Linked DNA regions of Mus musculus: regions 1, 2 and 3 are each linked to region 4. Evidence: chromatin contacts called from public capture Hi-C and promoter capture Hi-C data. All regions are on one chromosome and are shown on one strand. Each heading gives the region's core, a stretch centred on a gene start, on an enhancer-like site or on the middle of the called end of the contact. The rest is flanking DNA. Distances are from core to core; before and after follow the strand shown.

The links. Promoter capture Hi-C pulls out the DNA fragments that hold promoters and counts their contacts. Capture Hi-C pulls out chosen DNA fragments and counts their contacts.
Region 1: a promoter capture Hi-C map of second pharyngeal arch cranial neural crest shows a contact between it and region 4, with 4 times the contacts expected there. The contact joins the promoter of Erich4 here to the promoter of Ceacam1 in region 4. A contact is called at or near these places in 24 of 39 promoter capture datasets (the 3T3-L1 cell line, 3T3-L1-derived adipocytes, the C10 cell line and 15 more), 3 of 15 datasets of contacts at CTCF or cohesin (embryonic stem cells and pro-B cells), 26 of 484 Hi-C or Micro-C datasets (B cells, the Ba/F3 cell line, CD4 T cells and 13 more), 13 of 115 datasets of contacts at active chromatin or transcription factors (the 230-238 cell line, the HPC-7 cell line, bone marrow-derived macrophages and 5 more) and 3 of 9 other capture datasets (adipose tissue, liver and macrophages).
Region 2: a capture Hi-C map of macrophages shows a contact between it and region 4, with 2.1 times the contacts expected there. The contact joins the promoter of Tmem145 here to the promoter of Ceacam1 in region 4. A contact is called at or near these places in 7 of 39 promoter capture datasets (the 3T3-L1 cell line, cranial neural crest, frontonasal cranial neural crest and 3 more) and 2 of 9 other capture datasets (adipose tissue and macrophages).
Region 3: a contact with region 4 is called in a promoter capture Hi-C map of liver. The contact joins the promoter of Tgfb1 here to the promoter of Ceacam1 in region 4. A contact is called at or near these places in 8 of 39 promoter capture datasets (the C10 cell line, the HPC-7 cell line, embryonic stem cells and 3 more), 2 of 15 datasets of contacts at CTCF or cohesin (large pre-B cells and pro-B cells), 5 of 115 datasets of contacts at active chromatin or transcription factors (the 230-238 cell line, embryonic stem cells, large pre-B cells and 1 more) and 2 of 9 other capture datasets (adipose tissue and liver).

The regions. Positions count from the first base shown.
Region 1 is chr7:25,614,091-25,617,129 of GRCm38.p6, forward strand. It overlaps Erich4 (glutamate rich 4), which reads right to left and starts at 1,763. Exons shown (of 2, transcript NM_001039243.4): 1 at 1,573-1,763; 2 at 530-1,210. The coding sequence starts at 1,746. The coding sequence ends at 974.
Region 2 is chr7:25,304,811-25,307,703 of GRCm38.p6, forward strand. It overlaps Tmem145 (transmembrane protein 145), which reads left to right and starts at 1,298. Exons shown (of 15, transcript NM_183311.2): 1 at 1,298-1,473; 2 at 2,279-2,353; 3 at 2,468-2,545; 4 at 2,638-2,724; 5 at 2,807-2,893. The coding sequence starts at 1,354.
Region 3 is chr7:25,685,619-25,688,660 of GRCm38.p6, forward strand. It overlaps Tgfb1 (transforming growth factor, beta 1), which reads left to right and starts at 1,384. Exons shown (of 7, transcript NM_011577.2): 1 at 1,384-2,605. The coding sequence starts at 2,251. It overlaps B9d2 (B9 protein domain 2), which reads left to right. Exons shown (of 4, transcript NM_001362154.1): 4 at 363-944. The coding sequence ends at 676.
Region 4 is chr7:25,476,115-25,478,950 of GRCm38.p6, forward strand. It overlaps Ceacam1 (carcinoembryonic antigen-related cell adhesion molecule 1), which reads right to left and starts at 1,511. Exons shown (of 9, transcript NM_001039185.1): 1 at 1,357-1,511; 2 at 230-589. The coding sequence starts at 1,420. All of the region lies in intron 4 of 4732471J01Rik (RIKEN cDNA 4732471J01 gene), which reads left to right.

The DNA of each region.
Region 1 (3,039 bases), core at 513-3,012, 140 kb after region 4:
TCTTCTGGTGTGCCTGAAGACAGCAAGAATAGGAAAGGAAAGGAAGAACGGAACCAGTTTAGGGCATGGCTCATAGGCAGGAGCATTTGCTATAAAAACCTAAAGGCCAAAACCAGACCCCCATCTCCCATGTGAAAAGGCCAGGCGCAACCATGCGGGCTTGTAATCCCAGCATTGGGGGTAGGGGGCAGAGCAGGTAGATCCCAGTCTGGCCACAGTGGGATGCTTCCAGTTCAGAGAAGAGACCTTGTGTCAAGGGTTTACAGTGGAGAGCCATAGAGGAAGACGCCCCCACACACCTGCACACAGAAGTGCACATATATCACATACCACACACGGAAAATGGTTAAAATAATCAATTTATGTTATACAACTGCAATAAAAGTATATAAAATCCAGCACTCGGGAGGCAGAGGCCAGCCTGGTCTACAAAGTGAGTTCTAGGACAGCCAGGGCTATACAGAGGAACCCTGTCTTGAAACCACACACACACACACACACACACACACACACACACACACAAAGCATATAAAATCAATATTTTATTTCACATATTCAGAATATCATTTCAACCTGTAGTTGTCGAGCTGTTTAAACTGTTGATCGGTTTTACCACAGAGGTGTTTGACCTTTGTCCACCTCTCATCTCAGTCCGAACCCACCACGTTTCAATTGCTTACCGGCCATGGGGCCTACCACACTACGCAGAATTGGTCTTCAAACCTGTCTGCCAAGATTCTGTCACTTCAGCCAAGCACCTGGTCTCCAGGTCACACTGCAACATCTCTACAGACACACGGGTGGCTTTTGTGCCCCTCCCAAATCTGCAATCACACCTGCCCACAGCACCCAGGTCCCTGCCAGGATCTCCAACTGTTTTGTGGGTCTGCCGAAGGAGCACCCTTGATTCTCAATCTCCGTTTTTTTCCTTTGCATGAATTTGCATCTCATTTGCGTGTCAAGCTAAATGACCTCAGATGGTCATCTCGAAGTCAGGGAGGCGCTGGGCTGGATAGGAGCTCCGGGAACGTTCTTCGTCCTGCTTCTCCTCGGGCCCTTTGTTCTCTTCAACACAGCTCTTCTCCTCCTGCTCCTCTTCCTCTTCCTCCTCTTCCAGGATAGTGACCAGCTCTTCCCGAAAGGTCCCCATCTCCAGTCCCAGGTCACACAGCTGTCCCAACAGCTGGACATCCACTCGTCGCAGGTTCCCCTGTAGGAATAAAGGAACACCATGGGGAGGCTCCACGGGGAGCCTGCCAGAGCTCCATGGGGGCAAGTTTCAGCTCAAGTCCTGTCCTGCCTGGCCAGGGCCCTCACCTCTGTCTCATCTCCGGCTCCGTTTTCTCATCCTTGCCTTTGGGCTCTCCCAGCCCCCATTCCATCTGAGGTCCTGTCTGATCCTGCTCTGGGTCTCTGATTTCTATCTCTGTTCTCCGAGACTGACTCCAATCCTGTCTCTCATGCTCTGTCCCCACCCTGGCCCAGGCCCCGCTGATCCTCGGCTACGTCTACCTTTATCAATATTCACTCATGTTCCTCGTTCTCTCCTATCTCTCTAAGGCCCTCACTCACCAGCTCCTCCCAGATCCATAGAATCAGCTCCCTGGCACCCCCAAGTTCTGCCCCTGAAGACATAAGGGCCTGACCGGGGTTCCCTTCTGGCGGGGGCACCCTTAGGGCCTTGGGGAGTGGACCCAATCCACTGGGCTCCAGTCCAGCCTGCTTCAGCTGCACCCACGGCTCCATAGTCCGAACCATGGACTGAAGAGCAGGAAGTAGCAAGGTCCAAGTGACCCAGTCCCCTGGGGAGCTGTGGGATGCAGGGAAGGCGGGGAGGGGCTGGCAGATATATCCCAAAGTCCATTCTTCACTGTGAATCAGCTGGCCACATTTTCTCTCTTCCTTCCTTCCTTCCTTCCTTCCTTCCTTCCTTCCTTCCTTCCTTCCTTCCTTTCTTTCTTTCTTTCTTTCTTTCTTTCTTTCTTTCTTTCTTTTTTCTTTCCTTCTTTTTTTCTGAAGTCCAACCTCCATGATCTCACAGGGTTCAAAGATAGCCGTGAGCAGAGGTCCAGCTTCACCCTGTTGCCCCTCAGGCTGACACCCCCACACCCCACACTCCTGCTTAGGATACCTGGTGCTTGGTGCTCAGTACCTGTAGGGGCTGAGCTGTCTTCCTTCCTAGGCCCTCCCTGTTGCCAGCCTTCCTCAGCCTCTTTAGCGGAATGACTTTGGTCAGCCCCCAACCCGGTCCTTGTCTGTCCCCTGCCGGGGCTTTGCCACCAGTGTGCCTGAAGAGCCTCTGTATGGAAGCTGCAGGCTAGGATACAGAAGCTAGTTCTGCTAGCGCGGACTTGGCAGCATTGTGTCCTTGTAGAGCAGTCAGGACTGGGAGGTGCTTGGGTCTTGCTAGGTTATGCCAGTGGCTCAGGGTCCGGGCTTAGACCTCAGCTGCTCACCCTCCTGAGCCCAGACTCCAATTCTGCAAGGCTCATATCTTGACATCTGTGTGGTAAGCACAGAACTCCCACTTTGGACCCACCCCACTAAACCCATTTTCCGTTGATGTGGAAACAAGTCACCATAAGCTGGGCATCTTATAGCAATGCAAGGGGTGCATCAAAGGTTAAAGGTGCTTGCTACCAAGACTAATAATCTGAGTTCAAGCCCCAGGACCCACAGGATGAAAGGAGAAAACTTACTCTTACAAGTTGTCCTCTGACCTACACACACACACACACACACACACACACACACACACACTTCAATCACACTTCCGTCCCTAGCACTGCAAGGAGAGAAGATAATTCTCTTGCTACTCTGAGGCATAAAGTAGGTACACTGGGCGTGGCTGCTTCTGGAAACTCTAGGAAAGAATCCACGCTCTCCTCTCCTGAGCTTCTGGAAACTTCCTGCTTTCCTGTGTCACTCCAAACTTTTGAGTCCGGCATCCTGACTCCTGCTGACTCCACTGGCCATCCTTCTGATGAGACCCACCTGATTCATTACCCGGTCACCTATGATAACACCCCATCTCAAGGT
Region 2 (2,893 bases), core at 48-2,547, 170 kb before region 4:
AATTGCATGTACCATGTCTTACTCCAGGAATTTCATTTATTTGCTATTTTGGGAATGTGATTCAGGACCTTACACATAAGCTAGGCAAACATATTACCACTGAGCTACATCTCCAGCCAGAAAGCTTTTTGTTCATACTTTCCTTTTCCTTCTCTTTTCTTTTTTCTTTTTCTTTCTTTTTTCTTTCTTTCTTTCTTTCTTTCTTTCTTTCTTTCTTTCTTTCTTTCTTTCTTTCTTTTTTTTTTTTAAGACAGAGTTTCTCTGTGCAGCCCTGGCTGTCCTGGAACTCACTCTGTAGACCAGGCTGGCCTCAAACTCAGAAATCCGCCTGCCTCTGCCTCACATGTGCTGGGATTAAAGGCGTGCGCCACCACTGCCTGGCTTTTTTTTTTTTCCCCCATTTTTAAAACAGATTCTCACTTATGTGGTCCTGACTGTTCTGGAATTTAATGCAGAGACCAGTCTGGCCTTGAATTCACAAAGAATTGCCTGTCCCCCTACCCCGCAGATGTGTCTAGCCAGAAAGCTTTTGAAATGGCATTTTGAGCAGCAGTGAATGAATTTTCTGCAGTGGAGGGTGAAGGATAAAGCTAGGAATATTTGTTGGAGTCTGATGCTGGAAGACCTTCCCAGGACTCTCAGTTGCCCTATGGGAAATGACAGAATTAATAGCAGCATGGGTGGGGGTGGGGGGCATCAAACTACACTAAGGGATAAGAGGCCCAGTGATTTGTCCTAGGTCTTCTGGTAGGGACATGACAAAGCCAGCCCTGGCAGCTAGAGCACTGGCTCCTCCATATCTCACCTTTGTCTCAAGCAGCTGGGGTTCACACCCTAGGGGTGGGGCAGGCAGTCAGGAGTGATTGTTTTGTTAGAAGGTTTTACTGTGTGTGTGTATGTGTGTGTCCCAGAACAATGTCTCATCTTCTGTGTGTCTATGGGCACAAGGTTTGCCAAATCTAGAGAATGGGTAATAATAGAATAATTTGGGGTCAAAACTGGGGATCAGTGGTCAGGACAGAGCTCGGTTTTCTCGGTTAAATCCTGGAGTCTGCAGTCCAAAGAAGACCCTTGCTTGCGGGAATGTGAGTTCAGTTTAGGACACACGCATCCTGAGGTTTCTTTGAGACGCCTGTAGAAGAGGATCACAGCTGGGGTGAGGTGACAAGAGAATGTTCTCTCTCAGGTGGGAAGAGTAGGAGACAGTTTAGTCCATCCCGGAGGAGGGGGCGGAGACCGCTGCGTCCAGCGGCCCCTTTAATCGGGGGCGCGCGCTGGCCAGCCCGCGCGCTCTCGCCTCCGTCACCGGGCCGGAGCGGGAGCCGGAGCCGAGCCGAGGCCAGAGCGGGAGGAATGGAGCCCTCCCGCGCGCCCGTGCTGCGCCGCCTGCTGCCGCCGCTACTGCTCTTGCTGCTGCCACTGTACCCCCGCACCCGGGCCAAGTACGTGCGGGGCAACCTCAGCTCCAAAGAGGTGAGCACACCGAGCCATCTCCTAGCGTTCCCTGGCCCGCGGGACCCAAGAGGGGATGATGCCGCCCCGCCCCCTGCGCCCCTCCCGGGCCGGGGCGTGAGGAATGGGGGCCCGGACCAGGGAGAAGGCTGTGGGTTGGGGGTTGCATGGTGGCTGTCGAGGCCAGCCTGGGTGGGGAGGGTCGGTAGGCAGAGTCAGAGTTACGGGGAACAGAGCTGCACCATGGTGGTGCTGAAGGGACAGCACCCCTCACTCCACCAAGTGGAGGTTGCCTGGCCTGCTCAGGACCAGCAAGGAAGGTTTGGGAGATTGCCCAGGATGTCATGATGGCATGGTTTGTGGGACCACCTTGGGGCTGCTCTCTCTCTCTCTCTCTCTCTCTCTCTCTCTCTCTCTCTCTCTCTCTCTCTCTCTCTCTCTCTCTCTCTCTCTCTCTCTCTCAGCATGTGTGTGCATGTGTGTGTGTAACTGGGGGAATGCAGCTGAGAAAGAGTCCAGGACAGATGGTGGTGGGGATGTGCACCTGGCCATCCCTGGTCTTTTTCAGTGTGTCTGGAAGATGGGGAGGAGGAGGACGGGGGTGGGGGGGAAAGAAACTTGAGGGACATCTGAGGGAGAAAACCAGGGCAGCAGAAAATCGGACACACAGCAAAAGGATCTGGAAAGAATTCTGGAGGTGACTTAGCTGCTTTGTGGTGTTTGGGAAGCTAAGTGGCTTTGGGTAGAGAAGAAAAGTTGAGGGTCTGTGGGTAGGGTCAAGCTGAGTTCTTGAAGGACTCAGATCTCACTGGATTCTTTTTGCCAGGATTGGGTGTTCCTGACAAGATTTTGTTTCCTTTCGGATTATGGACGACTGGACTTCCGATTCCGATACCCCGAGGTGAGTCTCCCTAGCCACTCTCCTTAGCTGAGGCTGGACACTCCCTTGGCCCTCCTTGGCAAAAGCTCTCCAACTGCTATAAACACCCCAACCGCCAAATCTCTGGGTCTTCAGGCTAAGTGCTGTCAGAACATCCTCCTCTACTTTGACGACCCATCCCAGTGGCCAGCGGTGTACAAGGCAAGGGACAAGGTGAGAGCTGTGAAGAGTGGGTATGTGAGGGGTGTCCAGGGACAGAAGGCCACAGCCATTCAGAGGGTGACCATGCCTCTGCCTTGCCCTAGGACTGTTTGGCCAAGGAGTCGGTGATCAGGCCAGAGAACAACCAGGTCATCAATCTCACCACTCAGTACGCCTGGTCGGGCTGTCAGGTGCGAGGCAGTGCAGAGGTGCTAAAGGTCTAGGGCCTGGTGGCATTGCAGATGAGACTTCAGCCTTTTGGCTTCTCCCCAGGTGGTGTCAGAGGAGGGAACTCGCTACCTGAGCTGCTCCAGTGGCCGCAGCTTCCGTTCTGTGCGTGAAAGATGGTGGTATATCGCA
Region 3 (3,042 bases), core at 134-2,633, 210 kb after region 4:
AAAGCAAGTCCATGAGGAGGAGGGCGGAAGGGGTCTAAGCTGAGGTGCTGACCTGGGGGCCTGGGAGAGTGAAGAGACCACAAAGGGAGGTCAGACGAGGCCAGACTTGACTTGAGAGGTTGGACTTTGTTCTGTGGCCCAGGGGAGTCATGGGAGGGTTTTGAGCAAGAGGGTAATGTGGATTGCTCTAGATTCCTGTGACTACTATGTGGAGTGAGTGGGAGATGAGAACCCAGAGAGGAAATTCAGGCAATAATCCAAGGTAAAAGTACTGTGCGAGGTCTCCAGTGGTTTCAATGCTGGGAACCCGGGAGCAGGGTTCTGCCCCTTTGTCCTTTTCTCTAACGCCTCTCCTCCCGCAGGTTGGCCTCGACTCCATCTCCAGGTGTGGTCCCAGGACAGCTTTGGCCGCTGCCAGCTTGCTGGCTATGGCTTTTGCCATGTGCCTAGCAGCCCAGGCACTCATCAGCTGGACTGCCCTACATGGAGGCCCCTGGGCAGTTGGAGGGAGCAGCTAGCACGGGCTTTCGTGGGTGGTGGGCCACAGCTGCTGCACGCAGATACCATCTACAGCGGGGCTGACCGCTACCGCCTGCACACGGCCGCGGGTGGCACAGTGCACCTTGGTATCGGCCTGCTGCTGCGCCACTTCGATCGCTATGGAGTGGAGTGTTGAGGGACTTCATTGCTACTAATCGCCATCATCCACTGAGCACATAATGGCACAGCAGTGAAGCAGGCACGTGGACTCTGGAGACTGTCAGTCCTGATCACCCCCAAGTCATGGCCCCTATGCCATGGACTGCAAGGCCAGGAACTCCCCTGTGGCCCATGCTCCACTGAACTACGGGGTAGAAAGGGCTGTGGGTTGGAGGGACATGAGCAGGGCCCACTGTTTGGACTGTCGGGGGCACTTAATAAAAGCGTGTATTTCTCATGGGTAAGGTGCCTCCTTGTATCCGCTAAAGCTCTCAGACGTCGGTCTCCTTATTTCACTCTCCTTGACACTCTCATCCGCAAAGTCTGCCCCTGCCTTTCGCTCTCCACCGCCTAGGTCCCCACTTCTAATACAGGACTCTGTTTTCTCACGAAGTCCCAATTTTTCCTTTGACCCTTCAACAACTCCCAAATCCACCGGGGCGCTTTGGTTGGTCACCGGCTTTAGTAGTGCTCCGCCGCCAGGAGGCAGCACCCTGGAGGTGGGGCGAGGCCGGGGTGCCCGCCCCCTCCCCGCAGGGCTGAAGGGACCCCCCTTGGAGCCCGCCCACGCTAAGATGAAGACAGTGCCCCCCCATGCCCTCCCCCTGGGGCTGCCCCCGCCCCGCGCGCGCTTCCTGGGTGGGGCCGGGGCGGCTTCAAAACCCCCGCCGCCCCAGCCGGTCCCGCCGCCGCCGCCGCCCTTCGCGCCCCAGGCCGTCCCCCTCCTCCTCCCGCCGCGGATCCTCCAGACAGCCAGGCCCCCGGCCGGGGCAGGGGGGACGCCCCTTCGGGGCACCCCCGGCTCTGAGCCGCACTCGGAGTCGGCCTCCGCTGGGAGCCGGCAAAGGAGCAGCCGAGGAGCCGTCCGAGGCCCCAGAGTCTGAGACCAGCCGCCGCCGCAGGGAGGAGGGGGAGGAGGAGTGGGAGGAGGGACGAGCTGGTTGAGAGAAGAGGAAAAAAGTTTTGAGACTTTTCCGCTGCTACTGCAAGTCAGAGACGTGGGGACTTCTTGGCACTGCGCTGTCTCGCAAGGAGGCAGGACCTGAGGACTCCAGACAGCCCTGCTCACCGTCGTGGACACTCGATCGCTACCCGGCGTTCCTCAGACGCCCCTATTCCGGACCAGCCCTCGGGAGCCACAAACCCCGCCTCCCGCGAAGACTTCACCCCAAAGCTGGGGCGCACCCCTTGCACGCCGCCCTCCCCCCAGCCTGCCTCTTGAGTCCCTCGCATCCCAGGACCCTCTCTCCCCCGAGAGGCAGATCTCCCTCGGACCTGCTGGCAGTAGCTCCCCTATTTAAGAACACCCACTTTTGGATCTCAGAGAGCGCTCATCTCGATTTTTACCCTGGTGGTATACTGAGACACCTTGGTGTCAGAGCCTCACCGCGACTCCTGCTGCTTTCTCCCTCAACCTCAAATTATTCAGGACTATCACCTACCTTTCCTTGGGAGACCCCACCCCACAAGCCCTGCAGGGGCGGGGCCTCCGCATCCCACCTTTGCCGAGGGTTCCCGCTCTCCGAAGTGCCGTGGGGCGCCGCCTCCCCCATGCCGCCCTCGGGGCTGCGGCTACTGCCGCTTCTGCTCCCACTCCCGTGGCTTCTAGTGCTGACGCCCGGGAGGCCAGCCGCGGGACTCTCCACCTGCAAGACCATCGACATGGAGCTGGTGAAACGGAAGCGCATCGAAGCCATCCGTGGCCAGATCCTGTCCAAACTAAGGCTCGCCAGTCCCCCAAGCCAGGGGGAGGTACCGCCCGGCCCGCTGCCCGAGGCGGTGCTCGCTTTGTACAACAGCACCCGCGACCGGGTGGCAGGCGAGAGCGCCGACCCAGAGCCGGAGCCCGAAGCGGACTACTATGCTAAAGAGGTCACCCGCGTGCTAATGGTGGACCGCAACAACGGTGAGCTCCGAGGGGCCGGGGAGCCAGGAGGGAGCCCCCAGGGGGCGCCGGAGTGCAGGGGTCACCGGGAGGAAATTACCCTCAGAGGAAACTGGCTGGAGGAAGGGGAGCCCTGGGGGCACCGGGACAACTGTGTGGGTGTCCCAAAGAGGCTGGCACTTTCCCGTACCCCAGGTGTCTTTGAGAGGAATAGACAGCCTGCCAAAGTGATCCTCTCCTAGAAAAGCAAGGTCGTGGGGAGAGTCCCCTCTAGAAGAGGAGCATTTGGCAGGTTTTGTTTTAAGTTCCCCTAATGGTGCCTAAAAATGCAGGGCTCGCTGGGTGGTCTCTTTCCAGAAAGGTAGAACCCAGCTCAAGAGAATGGAAGGTGTCCAACATTTCGGAATGGAGATGCAATGTGGAAAGCCGACCCCAGACCGGGTCGTGAGATGGAGAGA
Region 4 (2,836 bases), core at 261-2,760:
GCAGAGTCTGACATCCTCACACTGAGTTACCTCACAATCTCTTCTCTGAAGGAGTGGGTCCAAGTGAGGCATCGCGGTTTATTGCTGTATTTCTCCCCTCTGTGTGCCCCGAACTAAATGCTCCCACCACAATGTAGGGGACATAGTTGAGTCATCAAGGATTGACAGTGCTGTGTGGGAAGCAGGATTAACTCTACCCATGACGCCGAGGTTACAGATAATTACTTACGGTGTACATGAAATCGCACAGTCGCCTGAGTACGACGATAGTTTTCATCTGTCATATCTAGTGTGTAGACTCCCATATCCTTCATGGTGATCATTTGGAAGAGCAGGGATCCATTGCTGTATATTATCTCTCTGCCGCTGTATGCTTGCCCCGTGAAATTCATATTACTATTTGGTACAAATCGTGCAATTTCTTTGTCTATAGCCGTAGTGTTTCCCTTGTACCAGGCAAAGGCTCCAAGCGCCAGGGGCAGATTGTGAACAAGTAGAAGAACATTGTTGTCTTCAGCAACCTGGGGCGGCACAGCCTCAATGGTGACTTCAGCAGTGGTGGCAGGGCTCCAGGAGGCTAAAAGTGAGGCTAAGAGGGAAGAGAGAAAGACCTATCAATCTTAGGACCTTTGCAAAACCTCTCAGCCTTGCTGTGCCTGTGTCCTATTGGGTGGTGGCCAGCAGATCACCTCCATTCCTCATCTTTCCACTGTAGGAAACGCTCTTCTCCGGCATTCACACAGCTCACCTCTCACTGCCCTCAGACCCCAGCTCACACTCAGAGTCTTTGCTGAGTGTAGGCCTATCTTCTCTGACCCCCTCCTCTAAAGACCCTGCACCTTCATTTTCTGGCCTTTCTCTGCTTTGATTTTTTCTGAAGTGCTTGCCAACCTGACCCCACCTAGATGCCCTCGCAGGTCTGCCGTTTTACACATAGAACTAGGGCTTTGTGTGCAGGGCTAGGTGGGTTTTGGCTTAATCCCTGCTGCCTGGAACATGCTCATATACCTGTTTGCAAATCAGTGTCCCAGAGCCTAGTGTATTTGCAAATTTCTCAGTGTAGTATGCAATAATTCTGTTTACTTGCCCCAGTTTGGTTTTTACGTGGAGAGTCACCCTGACAGAGTTGTGGACTTCAGTCTTCAGGATATCCTAGCCAGTGCGATAAACTTAACAATAGCAAAGAACTGAGTTACTCCTCACCACTAGCCAATTCACACTCACTGAGAGCTTCCTGTTGCCGTCAAGCTTCAAGCAGAAGCCAGATGTCCCTTCTCAGGTTCCTTTCCTCTCCCAGAAGAGCCCAGCCAGTCTCTGAGCTCCCCTGCTCTCTACTGGGAAGGAATATCTCCTTACCTGTGAGCAGTAGTCCTCCCCAGGGAACCTGCCCTTTGTGGAGATGTGCTGAGGCCAGCTCCATGTCTCTGCTGCCTGCCTGCTAGCTTCTTCTCCAACACTACTGCTAAGCCAGGCTGCCCTGATATCTGCCCTGCTTTTCTTAAAGGAGCTTTGTCTCCTCCCAGGGGAGGGCACCTCCCAGATCCACGTGGGCTGGGGGTGGAGCCTGTGAGTCTGACAATGCTGAACTCCTGTCAGTGTGGGCCTCCCGTCCTTCTATTCCTCTTTCCAGTTCAGTGTTCTAGAACATACTCCGAGCAGCAAGGCTGAGGAGTGCCCTGTGCCCTGGCCTTGGGGCTGTCAACTGCAGCAGGAGTTCCAGCATTTCCTGTAGCCTAGAGTGACACAAACCCCCATGGGAGCCCTCTGTGCCCTGCTCTCAATGCTCACAGAGGTGGGGTTTACTCCAGGCAGGAAGTGGCAGAGTTATCTGGAGGGTTAAGGAAAGGCCTAGCTGAGTGATGACTGGGTAGGACCTGATCCATCGTCACTGATGACACCAGTCATGTGTCTGATCCTAGGATACAAGTTGTCTCAGGGGCTTCATATCCTGGGTGTGCAGGAGGAGGTGACCTGTGTGTCCTGGAAAGAGGACTGTGTGCTCCACCTTCCTATGGAGGGTGCCAGGGAGACCTCCCCAGCTTCCTGTGCTGGCCAAATGTGATTCAGGTCTGCCCGTGCCCTCCGTAACCGTCCCAGGATGGCTCTGTTCTCCTTGGTGAATGCCCTGGGATTTCCCATCTCTCCCATGGATGATGGAGGATGGAAGGGACCACATCGGCTGTCCTTGCAGAATGGAGTTCTCAGAGATACAGGAAAGAGCCAGGAGGACAGAGTATGGTTAGGTGAGGGAGCTGGCTCCAGGTGTGTCAACTGGGATGGAAACTGCAATCCAGGTTGCAAGATAGGTTCTTGCGTATTCTTTCGTTGGTCATCCAGATCCCGGGAGCTCTGTGGGGGTCTGGCCTCTTGGCACTGTTGCTCCCTCCACTGGGCTGCAAACCCCCCTCGGCTCCTTCAGTCCCTTCTCCAACTCCTCCATCTGGGACCCCATGCTCAGTCCAATGGTTGACTGTGAGCTTTCGCCTTGCCTCTGTACTTGTCAGGCTCTGGTAAAGCTTCTTAGGAGACAGACAGATCCGGCTTCCATCAGCTAGCACTTCCTGACATCCACAATCGTGTACAGGTTTGGTGGCTATATGTTGAATGGATCCCCAGGTGGGGCAGTCTCTGGATGGCCTTTCCTTCAGTCTTTGCTCCACACTTTGTCTCCGTATTTCCTCCTGTGAAGATTTTGTTCACCCTTCTAAGAAGCAGTGAAGCATCCACACTTTGGTCTTTCTTCTTCTTAGGCTTCATATAGTCTGTGAATTGAATCTTGGGTATTCTGAACTTTTGGACTAATATCCACTTATCAGTGAGTACATATCTTGTTTGT